2 separate regions of the Mus musculus genome follow, and region 2 is linked to region 1. A link is a contact called in public HiChIP or PLAC-seq data. All regions are on one chromosome and are shown on one strand. The core of a region is the stretch at or near the end of the contact, and the rest is flanking DNA. Distances in the headings are between cores, read along the strand shown.

Region 1 (5,916 bases), core at 3,233-5,732:
TTCTTTATTTATATTTCAAATGCTATCCTGAAAGTCCCCTATACCCTCTCCCCCTCCCTGCTCCCCTACAAACTTCATATGTCCCAGTACAGGGGAATGCCAGGGCCAAAAAGTGGGAGTGGGTGGGTAGGGGAACAGGGCAGGGGGGAGGGTATAGGGGGTTTTCAGGATAGCATTTGAAATGTAAATGAATGCCACCCAGCACTTGGGAGGCAGAGGCAGGCGGATTTCTGAGTGTGAGGCCAGCCTGGTCTATAAAGTAAGTTCCAGGACAGCCAGGGCTACACAGAGAAACCTTGTCTCAAAAAAAAAAAAAAGTAAATGAAGAAAATATCTAATGAAAAATTGAAGAAAACACACAATTATTTTTTTAAAAGAGAAAGCTTACTATTGAAACTAGTGAGTCTAATAGCTAACAGGGCTTGGCTAGTGAGGACATGACTCTGCGCTGAAGACATGGCTCATTGGCCAAGAGTAATAGTTGCTTTTGCAGAGGATTAGAGTTCAATTCTCAGCCTATACATTATGTGGCTCACAGTCATGTATAAACCCAACTCCAGGGGCCTCTGAGGGACAACACAGAATTGTGTACATACACTTAAACACACACACACACACACACACACACACACACACACACACACACACTTTTAAAGGTTAGAAAAGAATAGAGGATCTAAAAGAATGAGTGACAAGCTGAGGTTAGAAGGAGCCACCACACTTTGACCTAAATGAAACCTTAGGAGCAAGCCCCTGGCCTTGCTAGAGAGTAGGCACAAGGAAAGTTCAAGTGAGACTGGCCAGGCATCCCAGGAGTCCTTGATATCTTGAGGAACTTGCTGGGCATCTGGCCTCTCTGGTACATGCATGTGCATGTATGTACATGTGTCTGTCTGTGTGTCTGTGTGTGCTGGGGTCTCGAGGAAGGGTAGCAGTCTATCAAGGCAAGCAGTAAGCCTAACTTGAATCTTTGTCAGCTGCACAAGAGTTACAAATTGTTTCCTTCCAGGTGTGTTTGTTGTTCCTCTACTCAGGAATTTCTCTAAGTTTCAATATTTTTAGTTGACAAAATGTTTAAACATTCTCAAGTGAGTATACTTTCTTATGGTTATCAGAGAAGCCAATGAGCTAATATATGTAAAATCTTAGAACAGAGTCTCCTACATATTGAACACCATAGAAAGGCTGCTATTGTGTTCTATTTACAAACAAGCTACTCATGTACATTCTACACTCTCAAATGTAGTCGCAGGTAAAAACCTAAGCTTGCCTAGAGTTCAATTCTCAGCCTATACATTAGGTTGCTCACAGTCATGCATAAACCTAACTCCAGGGACTTCCGAGGGAACACACAGAATTGTATACACACACACACACACACACACACACACACACACACACACACACACACATTTTCAAAGGTTTAAAAAAAGTAGAGAATGTAAGTAGTAGTGGACTTCTCAGGGTTTCTGTTTGTATAGAGACCATAACAATTTGCAAATTCCTTAGATTAGTCACCTCAGGCTGTTAGGACAAAACACCATGAATTGGGTGGTTTAAACAGTGGGAAATTAAACTCTCATAGATCTAGAGGCTACGAATTCCAGGGTCAAAGTCTGCCTGGTTCAGTGTTTGCTGAGTGTCTCCTTCCTGTGTTCTAACTGTGTCCTCATATAACACAGAGACGTGACAGAGAGAAAGGGAGATGGATAGAGTGAATCCTGGCTCTTCCTCTTCTTCTCAGACACTAATACTACCGAGGGTGGGGTCACCCTCGGTCCCTTATCTAAACCTATTATTTGACCTATATATTTGACAGGCTCAAACTGCAAACACCATCATGTGGAAAATTAAGGCTTCAGCATAAATTTGGGAGATAGAGTCGTTTAGTTCATTTCACTCACCAACCATGGATCTGAACCAGTATTTCCCTAAGTTCTAATTCTATTTTATCAAATTTTGAACATTTACAAATTTCGGTGCTACAAACTGCCTCACAGTTTTAATTTTTTCTTCTATTATAATCTTCTATGTATAAAATCCATTTATATTCTTTATAATTTTTCATTCCCTTTACCCAAGTAGCAATAGGGCTATTATTATATATTCTCTACCCCATCCCTTTGGATCATTTCACTCAAGAAATCAGTTCCATGTTGTAGGCTACAATACTCACTTATGGTTTTGTTTTTGTTTGTTTGTTTAAGACAAGGTTTTTCTGTACAGTCCTGGAACTCCTTCTGTAGGCTGTCCTGGCCTAGAACTCACAAAGATCCACTTGCCTCTACCTCCATGGTGCTGGGATTAAAGGCTAGTGACACTACCACCAGGCCTTTTTTTTTTAAAAAAAAAAAACTCGGAAAATATGTTATTTTTATTTGGTATGATATATTAGTCATTATAGTCATATGTTCTGATTTTTTGTAGTATAGGCAGAGATTATTTCTAATCCTATGAGAATTCTTTTTTTGCTTATTAATGTGCCTTCTTCCCTCTTCTTCTCTCTATCTCTTCTTCCTTCCTTCCATCCTTCTCTCCCTCTGTCTGGAGTTAAGCCCAGGGCTTTGCGTATGCTAAGCAAATGTTCTACTCCTAAGCTACACTCCGGCTCTTGTTTGATTTAGTTTCTCACTATGTAGTCTAGGATGGATTTGAACTCATTATATAGCCCAGGATGGCTTCTAACCCATCATCTTCCTGCTTCTGAATCCTGGGTGCTGGGATTATTCCCCACAATCCTGGCTGCTTCTCAATCCATCCTCACTCCATCCTCTCCCTAGCATAATACTGTTGCTCTTTGTCTTCTTGTGAGACTGATTTGAAGGACCCACCCCTTCCTGGGTTACCAAGGCAGGAGTCAAGCCTTGTTATATCATAGTTAAATTCCTGTTAATGTTAACAGTATGTTTTTATTATAAGCACTTCTTAGAGTGTTCATTTTTCTTTTAAATAAGCTAAGGTATTGAGGCCCACTTGATTTCCTAATGAATAATTTTTAGATTCTTCTGGTTGCCTTGGTAGAAGCACTGTCTACTCCACAGCCAGCAACCCTCCCTTCATGCCAGCTCTGCTATTTTGAATTCCCCACAAAACACTTGAGAAGGTAATATATCAGCCACAGCTGCCAGCTGCTCAGACATAGCCCTGACATTTCCCAGACTGTGTCAGAAGCCTCCCACTAGCCAGAGACTGCTGACCACAAAGAGATCTATGGTTGGCGCCTACAATGCTCCATTTGCAGAGGCCCCTCTGGAGGATGCAAGTGTGGTTCATTTGGAAGAAGCAATGTTTGGAGGACAGGGCAGACTCCTTGCTGTACCTTGTTCTGGCTACATTAACAGGTTGTTTGGTTCACTTTGTCACTCTGGTGAGAGACAACATCCTGATGTAGCAGCATGAGCCTGAGGCCTAAGATAGAACTCTCAGGTGATCTATTCTCACCTGTGCTTGATCTTTATCATTTTAGAGCAGGATGAGTTGGTAACAGGAAGGAAGGGTGAGGGGACAGAGGATTTAAGGGTGACAGTTGCAACCGTGGATCAATCAGCAGCACTGGTCACAGCGGAGGCAGCAAAGGTAGCAGCGATGGTAGGGCAGAGATCACGAAAGCCAGGAAGAGCTGAAGACAGGAAAATGAGGTCATTGGAAGAGTTCCAGAGACCTACCAAAAGGGTCTCAGATACCACGGGTCCATTAGCTGCAAAAGAGTCTGTCAACAGCTCAGAATCCTAAACAGCGCAACATCTATCATCGTAGGTCCCAAGATTGGATGCTTGTACGAGAGCTGCAGCCCCGGATGTCGCTGGCTCTGTTGTGTGCACCACTGCTGGAAGCTGAGGACCAAGTGCTGAGACCACTAGATTAATCCTAGAGCAGTAAGCCTCTGGCCTGAGAATATGTTAAGCTCTAAGTGTCTGGCTTCTATAAGGTCAGTAGGCCTATAGCTGCTCTCTGTGTAAAATTAGTTCTATTAAACATGGATATGGTGGAAAACAGCCACTTAAGAGACAAGATGTAACCCTATCTATGAAGATTATTGTACTCCTGAGATCATAGATGATGAAGATGCCATTAATGAGCTGCTCAGAGGGTTGACCTGATAGCTTGGCAGGGAAAGATAAGTGTCATTGTGCTCAATAGCTTGAATTGTGACCTTGAGATCAACATGGTGGAAGGGAAAAACCCAGTCTTGAAAGCTGTCCTTTGACCTCAATAAGTGAAAACTTACCCACACACACTCTAACACATAAATAATCACATATAATGTAAAAGTTAAAAATGAGGCAAGCAAGAGTAGTAGCAGGACCCACAGAGAATCTGGGAAGATGTATGTGACTTCACATGAACTTCAAGTATGAGGAAGATAGAGTGAACATGGTCAGGTCATCAATTAAATAATAAAACAAAGTTAAAAATTAAATGGTTGAGCCAATAAAAGCCTCCATTTGGTAAGATAAAAGCTAAAGGCCCTGAGTAATAATTCACTCCTCTGGGTTAGACAGCTGCAGAAAGCTGAGAAACCGATAGGATCCCAGCCAAGAGCCGGCTCTCCGCCTTCCTCAGGTTTGCTTTCCAGTTCTTGCTCTGGTTCTGACGGTGTGGGAACGGACCTTTTCCTGTTGAGATTATAGGTGGTGTGCAGGACTGGGTTTCTTTTGGGAGATGGTTGTGAAAAGTGAGACAGGAGGCTGCTTTTTCCTAAAACAAACGAGGTCTATAGGAACTCCAGAAGGAGAGGGAGGGAGGAAGACAGACATGGAAGAGGGAGACAAAAGCCAGCGGTGGGTGGGTGGGGACAGGAAAGGTAGGAAACAGGGAGAAAGGGAGAGAGAATACTGTCTGAAGCAACTAGAAGGGAACACCAATCGTAAGGTCAGGTCTTGCATTTCTTAGGGTTACTGACGCTGGAAAATTGCACAAAGCACTCATGCATTTAACTTGTTTTTGTGAGATACACTAGTTTGTAGAAACAGCACTAACCAAACAGACTGAGGCAAAAAAACCAAACCAAACCAAACCAAAACACCCTGTTGTTTTAAAGAATATTTTTAATAGGCTTCAAAGGTCAAATTAACAAAAAAACCAGAGTAAACAGAATTTTCATGGGAGAATGGGGGACTGAAGCAAATAAAACCCCCTATGGCTTTATGCAGTGGTCCAGAGTGCTCTTTTCTTTTGCTGTCATGTTCCTGGGAGAGGACTTCCCTCTCAGCTCAGAGACAGCCACGGTATACCAACAGACTGGGTGGTTAGAATAGGCAGATCGTATGTTCTCACTGTCAGCCCCTTAGTTGTTATCATCTGTACTCTTCTGCTTCCTTCCTAACTAGGCCATTCTTGTTTTTCTTTCTTATCATATTGTACTCTGTGACTCACTGGAGCATGTGTCCTGCATGCTGTCTGTGGTCATGTCTTTTGCCCTTCAGCAGCCTTGTCCAACCCTCTTCCTCTAACTGACAAACTCCAGAGATTAAGGTCTTCTGTTTAAGTAGACGCAGAGCCACTCATGCGAGCAAACCTCCAGTCATGCTGGAGAAAGCCACGGAAGCAAGCCTTCCATTTATTGCACATATGTTTACTGGGTCAGTGAATGAGCCAGAGGCTGGTGAACTCTGAGGCATTGCGTCACTGCAAGGGTCTGGAAAGCTAGAAAGGAAAAAGCTGGCCTGAATCCTGTCTTCAGTTCCATGAGTGAGAGACTCTTCTGTCCAACCAGTCTCCCTAAGGTGTGAACAAGAGTCAGCAGATGGTTTTAGGTTTCCAAGCACAATCTCAGGCTTGACCCATTTCATTCTGCCAGTGTTGGTTTGGATTTAAGTTGTTTGTCAATTTTATTCTGAATTGCAGATGGTGTAAGCTGGAATCTTGTCGGTATCTGTCCACTTGCAGCTATAGTAGCGACACGCCTGGGTGTTA
Region 2 (6,354 bases), core at 149-2,648, 180 kb before region 1:
AAACACACACACACTGCCCCATTCTCATTATTCTTAAGTGTTAATTTGTGTACTAGAATTTGAATGTAGTGATAGAAGAGTAGCTTAAAGATCTGGCCATTTCCCAGTATGACAGAGAAGCCATGGTAGATCATTTTGGTAGTAGTGGAAGAGAGAGTGTAAAAATGGTGAGACATGACTACTGCTTTCCACGAGGTGGTGTTGCATGTTTTGTTTTGTTTTGTTTTGTTTTGTTTTGTTTTGTTTTTTATAACATTAGATTACCTGAGTCTGAACGTTTTCCATTGTTTTCCATTTATCTGAATGTAGAATAGTAAGAACACTGTTTACTTAGCTTTCTGGCTGAGATGCCATCGCCTTAACCACCAGCAGCAGTCTCTTTCTTGCTTGGGTCTGACTCTGACTGGTGTGCTGTTCCCTTCTGATTATCCTGGGCTAAGTCTGGTCAGCCACATGGCCCGAGAATGTCAAGAATGGTGGTATAGTCACTCTTCTAACTGAGTCACATGATAGTTCTCTGTTGATATTTGAGTGTTTTATTTTTTATCTTCTTCCTCTTTCTTCCTTTTGAAACAAGGCCTCATACAGTATAGTCTGGCCACAATTTATCCCCCTGCCTCTATCTCCCAGGTGCTCAGATTTCAGGTATGAGCTGCCATGCCTGACTGATGTCTAGATTTGAACTCCGTCCTCTTCACCCTGACCTTGTACATCATAGATAGAGACCTCTCTCTTTCATACACATAGGTGCATGATCAGTACAACCTGGTGGAGCAGGCACAGGTAGATCTTACGTTGTATTTGCTTGTTGTCATGGAAATCACTCAGCTTCTAGCCATTTACCTGCCTGGGATACCAGTGCTGCTTAAGGGAATGAGGCCAGAGGAGAACACTTCACATAACAGATGTCATTCCGCAGGTCTGAACTGGGACCTTTCATGCCTTGTTGGTGTATGTCTTGGGATTTACCCCTGCCTGCACTGAGTCTTGCAAACGCAGATGCCCACCGGACTAGGGGGGACAGTAGAGCAATTAGAAGGATTTGGGCACTGGAGGAAAGTCTATTTGGTGTTTGGTCATGTACCCTGAAGGCCAGACCAAACCTGTATCCAGCCTGAGTGGCTTTCAGTCTCTAGTTGGTGTAGATTCACATACGGTGTATGATCGTACAGATTTGACTTTTTGTTTCTTGAATCACAGGAATATCTTCTGATGGAAACTTAAGACACAGTTAAAGGATAATGACCAAAAATGTTCTAAAATAAGCTCCTTGGGGGTAGTGTTACATCTTTGTTGAGAGCACACACTCCAAAACTTGCTCCCACAAGCTGACTCTGATTCATCTCTGGACTAATGCTATGACTTTGTTTTGTTTGGCTGTATTGCTTTTTGGTAAGATAGAATACCATGCACCCCATGCTGGCTTTGAATATTTTATGGGACTAGCCTTGAACTTCTTATCCTTCTGCCCCTACTTCCCAAGAGCTAGGATTATAAACTTGTACACACACACACACACACACACACACACACATACACACACATACACACACACCACATGCCCGTCATCTTCTAACTGTGGGTTTGGTTGAGTTGCTTAACCCTTCTGTTTCTGGTGACTAAGGATGACAATCATGCCTCAGTACATAATGGTGTCTGAGAGGGTTAATTAAACCACACATGAAAAGAGGAAGCAGTGGTTGGGTATAGTAAATGCTTAGGAAATATTCATCGGCTGAACATTATTCATCTTGGGTATGTTTCATTTTGTATTCGGGCCCTGTCTTTTAGAGTTATTTTTCACGTATAGAAAAATAAATTGGGTAGAAAGGAATAATGCCTCAAGTGGGACACTTCTGTGACCTGTGGCTTGCCATAGAAGCAACAGATATTCATCAATTCATTCTGGAAGTCTATTTAATGTCAGAACCTTCCGGTTCCAACCTCACCCCTACCCATGGCTTTAGACAGCAATTCCCAAAGCAGACAGTTCAATGAGTCCTATTCTCAGTTCTCTGTGGAGAGTTGGGAAAGTGGTCATTGCTTTGATGAAGCCATTCAGTGCTGTGTGCCCCACCCCCAGCCTCTGCAGTCGTTGTCCCTGGCTGACTCAAAACTCAAGGCTGAGGTCACCATCATCATCAATGCCCTGGGCAGCAACACCTCCCTGACCAAAGTGGACATCAGTGGGAATGGCATGGGGGACATGGGAGCGAAGATGCTGGCCAAGGCTCTCCAGATCAACACCAAACTCAGGTAGGCACCAGTGTCCTGACCCTGAGGGTTTGCTGCTCCTTCTAGGGTAGTCTGGGTCTCCCAGGATACCCGCTGGGAAGAAATTTTTACCAGAGTACTTGGTTGGGACTCTTGAAACACATAGTATTTCCACTGATGTTTGACTTTACAAGTCCTCTGTGATGTAAAACCCTGACAGATTGTTGTGGTTTCTTTCTCAATGTAGTCTTGACACCTAACCAGGGAGATAATGTCAATAAGAAGCAGGGATCTTTGCAGGCCATGCTGTGGGAGCAGACCTAGACAATCCATGTCTTTTAGTGACAGGCCATGTTTTAAGAGTTGCATCCTCAGGTGATATAGCTATGCAGGCATCACAGAGGTACTTACACAAAGAAACTGTCCATGATATCCCTGGGCTATATAGTTAGTGGTTCATGTTCTTATTTGGAACAGGACCATATGTTGTTGTAGGTCTGAGGCCTTTCTTCCACTCCACACCTCTGTAATAAAGACTTGAAACACAAGGGCACAAGAAGACTGCTTTTCAAAGGCTGGTTCCCCAGGGGACCCATTTCTGTTTTTCAGTCATACCCTGGACTTTTTGTACACACAACTCTTCTTGAGAACCACCAGTGCTTTGCCCCATTGTTATCTGTTCCTCAGAGTGATCAGAATTTGCCACTGGTCTGTCAGTGTGTTGACTGAAGAGCAAACACCTGTTGCTCTCCTAGGGCTCTTTTTGGATGCTCCATTTCTTTAGCATGACACAGAATCAGAACCTTCTAACTAAACTGAAGCCACAAGCCAAGAGGAGTAGCGAGGGCTTTGAAAGTCAATGTGGCTGATGGAGGTCATCAGGACTAGCATGGGAGGGCAGTAAATGTCAGGCTGAAGACCTCCAGGTGAAGGAAAGGTTGTGTGTGTCCAGGGAATCATAAAACCTCACAAGTGCACGTGTTCAATAGGTAAGGTTGTATTTTTCCTAAAATACGCTAAGTCAACAGCCTCCTAGATCATAGTAGACTGATCTTTGGCCAGAGTGAGGGAAATTCTCAAGATTACACCAGGACAGGAAAATGAGAGAGCATGAGATAGGGCAAAGTTCACTCTAGGTTTTAAAGATGTTTATGTTGGACACAGGGCTGGGCAGTGTCTTTGGTCAGGAGCTTTCGGTTTCTATGTGAATACAGGGATGCTATCTGGAGAACAGAGGGACCAAGTCAATAAGTTGTGCTGTTGTGCTTTTAGGTATAGTTTTTCAAAAATATTTGGGTAATAGCTGTGTTAAGCTATGATGTAGGGGCTGAGAATATAACTTAGTGATATAGTGCATGCTTAACATGCATGACATCATGGGTTCAACCTTAACAGAAGGAAGGAAGGAAGGAAGGAAAGAAAGAAAGAAAACAAGAAAGATAAAAAGATAAAAAGAGAAAGTGAGAAAGCAAGAAAGCAAGCAAGAAAGAAAGACACTATTGCGTGAAATGGCCATTTTTGTTTTGATGAAACAAATGAATGTTATTCCTTTCTTACATGATGCCATCATTAAAATGCTTATAAGCATGTCCAACCTATGTCCTGCCAATTGCATATCAGTAAGTGCAGCCAGAGATAGCTATGAGTTCAGTCCAACACATATTTTTACATTTACTTAAGACTTTATGATATTTCTACAAAATTAAGTAACTATGTTGCTTGGCATCAGTGTTGTGTCAGGATGTCAAAGGGCTGGATGTGCCTAGAAACAGTGTTGATTCAAAGAGCCTTATCTCCAGGGGAGGGGGGATCATCCTGGCCACACCTCAGAATCTGACTGTTGACATGGCTTCATTTCCAAACAGGACAGTCATCTGGGACAAAAACAACATCACTGCACAAGGCTTTCAAGACATAGCTGTTGCTATGGAAAAGTAAGTTTTAATTAGGATTCTTCTCTGGGATAGTACTAAAGAGCCAATGGCATTGGTGTCACCTGCGGGATGGTAGAAAAAATTGTGGGTAGAGATCAGATCTTTGTAGACCAGCTATAGAGTCCGGAGTCAGGCAAGACAGTGGCTTTGTCCCGATGTGAGTTTTCTAATGCACAGAATAAGCGCCGAAGTGCTAATCTGCCAAAGCAGGTGGTCATCAGGGTCACTATTCCTTCTGCTTTTGTGGTTTACAGTCTCTCTGCACTGGGTTTCCTCTTCTGTTTATCTGGGCCATGTAAGAGTGAGGATGCAAGGGGCTGATGGGGGCAAGTTGTTGTCTATAGTCCAGAAAAATAAAAGTGAAATTAATTTATAGTCAGTCCCAGGCTTATTTGTTTTATATTGCTATGATTTCTTTTAATTGTAACTGATAGCTACAATAGTTATTTGCTGCCAAATGTACTTTCCTGATCAATGAAAGGAAAAAGTAACAATTCTAGGCATGGGAGAAAATAATACTAGAATCTAGTCTTTTCTGTTTTGGCTAATGGTAGACTGAGAAATCAATCAGGGTGTCTCCAAAGAAGAGAGGTATTTATAGTGCTCACCTAGAAGAGCAAAACCGCACATGGAGAATCCATGTACCCTGGTAAACCTTGAGCAATTCATAGGTTGACGTGAGGCAAACAGGGAAAATCCAGGGCCTTAGTGGACATAGAGGTTGTTGGTCTTGGGTTCCTTAGGCAGAGTTTGCCATCATCGTATTGATGCAGTTGCTGTGGCCGGGCAAATGTCTGTCCAGAGCCTCTTGTCTTAATGTTGCAGCCTTTGCAAAATGTTAAAGATGATTTTTATTACTGGAACTTATAGAATCAGAAGGAACTGTGTCACTAATTATGTGATGTGTAGGCAGGAACCCTCACCTTCCCTCATTAATCCCTGGCTCTATGGTGCGTTGAGGTAACAAGAGTGTGGCCCCTGGCTACCAGCAGATTTCTGAAGTGCTCTAAGCAGATTCTGAGCCTTGGAAAGGAGATTGTCTAAAACACAATGGGAGACAGGGGCGGCCCCAGAGAAACCCTTTCCCAAGGAAAGGGAGGATGCACTCACTGCTGTATAATCTCCCTATTCCCCAACCCCTGTTGTAAAGACCTGCTAGGGGGAGCTTCAGCTCCATGTGTTGTCTCCAGCCCCATCAGCAAGAATATTGTGTAGCTCACTTCTCCATTTGTTCCTTTCTTTCAAGTGAGAGGATCAGAGTTAATGTTCTTCAAGTGTTTCTCTTGTTTTGTTTTGTTTTGTTTTGTTTTTTTGAGACAGTTTTGCTTTGTAATCCCGGCTGGCCTTGAACTCACAGAGATGCACTAGCCTCTGTCTCCTTAGTGCTGGGATTAACCGTGCATGCCACCATGACCAGCTCCAAATACCTTCTGGTTCAAAGCCACATGCTTCTACTTGAACCAGGAAATCAGGGTGCAAAATCAGAGGGATTCAGTTCCAAGGTGTCCCCCACTCCCCACTTTGAGACCTTGTCTTGTTATGTAGACCATGATGACCTCAGATTTGCAACAGTCCTCTTGCCTCTGCCTTAGAGTTTGGAATTCCAGGCGAGTACCATGGCTGGCTCCCTTCTCTCTTTATAGTGACCCAGGCCATTGCAGCATGTGGGTGAGGCAGCTTACCACATCACAGTACACCAAGAGCCATCTGTGACTACAGAACCACCTGTGTCTGCTGCTCTTCTGTCCCTAGAGTAGGAACAGTGATCTTCACTGTGTCCATATCACAACAGCCAGCCCTAAGCTTGTGGAGCACTGCCAGTCCAGGCTGGCATTTAAGAGTAACCAAGAACACACCCACTCAGTACTCAGCATCTCCAGGTGGATAGCTATATCTCTGGGTCAGTCAGTTACATACACTGTGCTCTGAGATGCCAACACTTCCATATCACTGTTGTGTAAGTACACCACACTGGTCTGTATGTAATGTGATAAAAATTTGATGCAGGAAAGATTATAAAAAAGATTTATTGTCTTTTAATTCCCTTTGGCTGGTTCCTTTTTTAAACAAACAACTTTGTAAAACACGCTAACATAGTAATTAAAGTTGAAGGGGATGGCAGCCTTCCCTTGTTTAATTCTATGTGGAAGTATCTGGCGAGCGAACTGGATGCTTGTTTTCTCTATGAGGAAACAGCTATCTAAAT

Evidence for each region. HiChIP or PLAC-seq counts read pairs in DNA pulled down with a chosen protein or histone mark.
Region 2: a contact with region 1 is called in an H3K27ac HiChIP or PLAC-seq map of the HPC-7 cell line, with 7 times the contacts expected there. The contact joins the enhancer-like site here to the promoter of Slc17a4 in region 1. A contact is called at or near these places in 2 of 39 promoter capture datasets (cranial neural crest and embryonic stem cells), 1 of 484 Hi-C or Micro-C datasets (nephron progenitors), 1 of 115 datasets of contacts at active chromatin or transcription factors (the HPC-7 cell line) and 1 of 9 other capture datasets (adipose tissue).

Annotation. Positions count from the first base shown.
Region 1 is chr13:23,913,573-23,919,488 of GRCm38.p6, reverse strand. It overlaps Slc17a4 (solute carrier family 17 (sodium phosphate), member 4), which reads left to right and starts at 4,482. Exons shown (of 12, transcript NM_177016.3): 1 at 4,482-4,563.
Region 2 is chr13:24,090,300-24,096,653 of GRCm38.p6, reverse strand. Carmil1 (capping protein regulator and myosin 1 linker 1) reads left to right here. Exons shown (of 38, transcript NM_026825.3): 22 at 2,084-2,256; 23 at 4,080-4,148. Among named protein-coding and RNA genes, the nearest start is that of Gm33573, 86 kb to the left of the region's middle. Within about 2 kb of position 1,398, at least 67 of the 459 cell types and tissues checked have an H3K27ac peak or open chromatin away from gene starts, as enhancers often do. A contact at or near this core is called in the HPC-7 cell line, where this site is marked.